Linked DNA regions of Gasterosteus aculeatus: region 1 is linked to region 2. The links are chromatin contacts, called in public Hi-C maps. All regions are on one chromosome and are shown on one strand. The core of a region is the stretch at or near the end of the contact, and the rest is flanking DNA. Distances in the headings are between cores, read along the strand shown.

The links. Hi-C and Micro-C count contacts between places; a contact is called where the count stands out from the background.
Region 1: a Hi-C map of skeletal muscle shows a contact between it and region 2, with 2.4 times the contacts expected there. The contact joins two enhancer-like sites. A contact is called at or near these places in 3 of 6 Hi-C or Micro-C datasets (skeletal muscle and whole body).

Annotation. Positions count from the first base shown.
Region 1 is chr17:20,918,951-20,921,680 of fGasAcu3.hap1.1, reverse strand. No RefSeq gene overlaps it. Among protein-coding and RNA genes, the nearest start is that of rybpb, 16 kb to the right of the region's middle. Within about 2 kb of position 1,455, at least 1 of the 9 cell types and tissues checked has open chromatin away from gene starts, as enhancers often do.
Region 2 is chr17:20,813,146-20,815,845 of fGasAcu3.hap1.1, reverse strand. All of the region lies in intron 2 of pdzrn3b (PDZ domain containing RING finger 3b), which reads right to left. Among protein-coding and RNA genes, the nearest start is that of pdzrn3b, 37 kb to the right of the region's middle. Within about 2 kb of position 1,290, at least 2 of the 9 cell types and tissues checked have open chromatin away from gene starts, as enhancers often do.

The DNA of each region.
Region 1 (2,730 bases), core at 206-2,705, 110 kb before region 2:
GGGATGAGGGATAAAGGGATGAGGGATAAAGGGTGAAGGGATAAAGGGATGAAAGATGAAGGGATGAAGGGTGAGGGATAAAGGGATGAGGGATAAAGGGTGAAGGGATAAAGGGATGAAAGATGAAGGGATGAAGGGTGAGGGGTGAAGGGATGAGGGATGAAGGGTGAGGGGATGAAGGGTGAAGGGATGAAGGGATAAAGGGTGAGGGGTGAAGGGATGAGGGATGAAGGGTGAGGGATGAAGGGTGAGGGGATGAAAGATGAAGGGATGAAGGGATGAAGGGTGAGGGGTAAAGGGATGAGGGATGAAGGGTGAGGGGATGAAAGATGAAGGGATGAAGGGTGAGGGGTAAAGGGATGAGGGATGAAGGGTGAGGGGATGAAGGGTGAAGGGATGAAGGGTGAGGGGTGAAGGGATGAGGGATGAAGGGTGAGGGGATGAAGGGATAAAGGGTGAGGGGTGAAGGGATGAAGGGTGAGGGATGAAGGGTGAGGGGATGAAGGGTGAGGGGTGAAGGGATGAGGGATGAAGGGTGAGGGGTGAAGGGTGAGGGATGAAGGGTGAAGGGATGAGGGTGAGGGGTGAAGGGATGAGGGTGAGGGGTGAAGGGATGAGGGTGAAGGGATGAAGGGTGAGGGGTGAAGGGATGAGGGTGAGGGGTGAAGGGATGAGGGTGAGGGGTGAAGGGATGAGGGATGAAGGGATGAGGGTGAAGGGATGAAGGGTGAGGGGTGAAGGGATGAAGGGTGAGGTGTGAAGGGATGAGGGTGAGGGGTGAAGGGATGAGGGTGAAGGGATGAGGGTGAGGGGTGAAGGTGAGGGGTGAAGGGATGAAGGGATGAAGGGATGAGGGTGAGGGGTGAAGGGATGAGGGTGAGGGGTGAAGGGATGAGGGTGAGGGGTGAAGGGATGAAGGGATGAGGGGTGAAGGGATGAGGGTGAGGGGTGAAGGGTGAGGGGTGAAGGGATGAGGGTGAGGGGTGAAGGGATGAGGGTGAAGTCCGGGATGAGCAGACGATGTGGAGGAATGAGTGAAGAAGTTCTTTCCCTTTAAGTCCTTCTAACTGCTTTCAAACCGTCGCTCTTCCTGGAAGTAGAAAGAATTCAGACCCGTAAATATTTGTCTATCATGATTCAACACTTATTAAAAGAACCTATTATCTATGATTCATCAAAACCCTTAATTTGACACACTGCTTGATACAAAGAAAAGGAATAAAATGAATAATCTCAGCTATAAAGCTTTTGTAGAATGTAAAGAACTTTTTGTTAAACTATTTTAGCTTTGAAAAACAAACGGAGGAACGGTGCGTTTGAGACCGTCGGGAAAAGCCGTTGTCTCCCTCGTGTCTCATGTGTCTCTGCCCTCCGGGGGGGACGAGGGGGGGGCGAGGAGGGGGGCTTCCTCCACTACAGTCACACACTCTCCAAGACACATCAATCAAAAGCCTGCCGCCTCAAAGCCACAACACTTCCTGTCATGTGATGACGTAGAAACAGCCAAAGATGTGAACTCACATGCGTCCTGAGTCGCTTCTTTCTCTCTTTATTAAAGGACACACAGCAGCCAGGAAATCAGATAACTTTAACAATTTTATTTGTGAAAAACTACAAGCAAAATTCATAAATAGACGTTTCTATTTGAAGCAGAGGGGGGAGAAACAAAAGATCAGGTTAGCCTATAAGCGCAAAGTCGTGCACATGCCAGAAACATGTAGTATTTTAACATTATAAGCCAGACAAGGATCTGCTGGAAATGCTGCATACATTTCCACACCAGCAACATAATGTGACCCTTTCACGAGGGGAAACAATGACACATCAGCTAGAAGTCTGAAAAATAACAAAACTGCATTAAACAAAGAATGGATTATTGTGTTGTCCCTAAAACTTTTTTTTTTTGTCCTTTTTTGTCACTTTTTTTAAAACCCGAGCAATAACTTTGAAATCATTTTACAAGACATCGTTATAGCAAGAAATGGGTGCGTGTAATACACTTAATTGTAAATTCACGGTAAAGGTTATACAGTCAGTAAACAAGCCTTCTATATTTGGGTCTCTGACAAACATAAGCTCAAATATGTAACCATCTTTACACAGTAAATTAAGGTTACTGGTCGCACACAAGAACAGAACTGCTTGCGTGGGAAAGAAAAGACTTCGATGCCATCATTCATAGTGTTTTAAAATTCTATGTACAAGCAATAATTCATATACGCAGCAAATGGCCATTTGTCAATAATTTAACAATGAATGCTCTGTTGAAACTCAGTCAAGTGAATGTTGGCGATAAGGCAGGTGTACAGACGGCTTCTTAAGCCCATTTCTAACACATTGCATTACAAAGCAGAGTTTGTTGGGTTTTTCTCGACGTTCCCATGTTTCCCTTATTTCTTTTCTTCTATTCACATTGCTTTTCCTCACTGAACACTGACTCCATATTTGTATGCGATAAAGTACATAATTACATATTAACCACAGCTTTAGAAGAGCAGAGAGAAAAAGAACAACAATAACTCATGAGCATCTCTTGGACGCGTACGTGTGAACGCCGTCCGTCACCTCGCAGCCTGAGGTTGAATGAGGTCCTTTGAGATGGGGGGGGGGGGCCTCACCTAACTGTGGTTTAGTGGCTCTGGGAGCAGCACAATGGGTGAGTTGGGGGGTGTTTCATGCACTGTGGTAGTCCAGCACCGTGGGGGGGTCGCTTACTGAGGACACACCGCT
Region 2 (2,700 bases), core at 41-2,540:
ACAATTTTACAATATTCCATTCGTCACTACTACTGAAGATTTTCACATGAAATTACATGTTTGCAGCCAGGAACAACATTCTTTAAGAATAAATATCTGAGAATATTTGCATTTAGCAACTGCTTCTCTTTATACTGGTTGTTTTTAATGGTGGAGTCTGCCACTGGTATCCAACACCAATTGATGCCATTTTAAATCATAAACCTAATGTTTAACCTTTGTTATTCCGTTTACCGGTTGTATACAGTGTACTCGTCGTGGGGAGTACTACTCTCTCTTTGGATGTTCAAAGTAAATAATGAATCCAGACGATCGCTGCAAACGTTTCCTGGTTTGGGGATCGAATATTTCAGCAGGCCTGCCATTCAAACTCTGTGCAGCTGGAAGTAATCAGGCGTATTGGGCCTGAGCAAAGAGGTTATCCAGTTGCATCATGGGAAATGAAGGATGCAGTATTCTTGGGACTTCAAGAAATCTGGGATCCGGTGGCTCAATTTGGATCATTCTTTCTTTGGACTTTCTACGGACTACAAGGCGAGTCAACATGAACAAAACCATGTTAGTTATGTAAATCACAACTTTTGCAGTGTCGCTTTAGTATCCAAAACACCACTTGAAAGAAATTTAATTAATATTAATTAATATTTGTACTGCGAGTGCCTGAACAATACTGAATCACTGGTGCAACTCCAAGATAAAAAATAGAACTTATTGCTAAATTGTAATTGAACAACATCATATGATTACTTTTAATTATAATGCTCAAGACATTGACGTTAGCCAAAAATAACAACGGGCTATGAGGAAAGGAAAGGACCTCTCTAATGTATGACCTCCTTCAACGTGGTCCTCGTAAAGACAACACCTTTTTCCATCTGGGCAACGGCCACCTGATCCGAAGCTCGGTTTCGTAGCTGCATGCTGGGATTTAAATAGTGAATGATCTGACCAATCCCGTCCCCGAGTTGGAGGAATGCGCCCTTGTGTGTGAGCCGCTCGGGGGGTTTACGCAACGTACAAGCAGAGGATTTGTATCCGGCTGTGCTGGAGTCCAGCGGGGATAAATTAAGAGGTGGGCTACACACTGCTGGAACTCTTCTTCAACCCAGGATCTCTTGCAACAGCCCGGCCCATTTTCACGTGATCGTCTCCTAGATAAACGTGAGTGACCCCGCGTTCGTTTCCAAAGGGCTTTAACCAGCGATTTGGCAGTTCCGGAGGGTAAAGTGGCATTTGAGCCAGATCCGTCAGCACGATGGCAGCCAGTTACGACTTGCTGTCACTCCACCGTGCCAAGACGCTGCCGTCATTCACCCCGATGAGCCGCTCCTCGCCTGCCGAGGTGTAATTCCCGTTCCTCTGACCCTTTCGTGAAAGTCATCAGCTGATCAGCGAACGCCAACCCCCCCCCTCCCACCCGCCCCGCTCTCTCTTCACTGATTGAGCGGATTTGGAAAGAGAAAGACAGAGGGAGAAAGAAAACACGAGAGAGAGAAGTTGATGAAGAACACATGCTTACGCACAGAGACAACCCGGGGGGGGGGGGGCAGCCAGTCCGTCAATGGTAATGTAGGCAGAGCACAATCAGAGCGGCAGATGGCACTGGAAGCATGGAAGCGTCTGGGAATGTGGGGGGCTAAGACGAGGCTCATTATCACCTCCCACTGCATCGCATGGCGCCCCCCCCCCCCCCCTCCATCACCAGCCGGGCCTGATAACGCTGCATTACTCCCCCCTCCCAATCCAACTGTAGTAAACTCCAATGGGACGGTGCAAAGCTCTAAACTTCAGACCTTCTTACCCAAACCCCTTCTGAACACTGGTCCTAGAAGGAGACTTTACCCGCGGCCCGACCTGCCTTTTAACCTCCGGCCCGACCCGTCTTCCACCGTGCATCTTCATACCGCCAACACCAAACTGCATAAACAGCCCCAATCAGTGCAGGTTTGGTCGACTTTGACAGACGTGCTGCTGCTGACCACCCACAAAACTACTAATTTCAGAGCATTTAATGGAGCAAATGCGATCGTAACGGTTTATAAATACTGAGGGGTACCTCAAGCCCTGCTCGGTCGTAAACCCAAAATGCAATTGAGGGCGGTTAGCAGCCAGGCAGGCCGGAATGCGATCCCTATCTGAGGTCGTGACTGCGCGGTTGTGTGTAACGGAGAGCAAGTGCAAGCCAGCAGAACTATCGACGGTTAAGGATGTGCGGTCTGGCCAGAGTGGATGAAGGCCTGGAAGGGAAATGAGGTCGAATGTTGAGACGGCACGACGTGCTCCGTTGTTCGCTCCCAACGGTCGGAGGGTCGGCCGGCCCTCTAGGGAACCAGTTCAAATGCCCTATTTAACCGAGGCACCGAAATACACCCTCAACGTGGTTTCAGGGGGTGACGCAGCTGTTTCTCCTCAGGAAACGCAAACCTAATGTGCAAAACAGTGATGATGTCAGTCATCACTGGCAGCGCGAGGACGGGGTTTGGTCACGAGGAATGGCCCCGGGTTTCAAATGTGGTGGATCAGAGTTCAGAACGTAGGATATTAACTGGGCTTCCTTGCAGCTCAAGTTGCGGGCTCTTGAGCTTGGAACCTTATTCTCAGTGGAAAGATGCGGTTAGAGGAACAATTTCAGCTTCTGCTCCTCTGGTGGTTGACGGACGGCACCGTCGGGATTCAGCGGCGCGAATGTGACACGCGGCC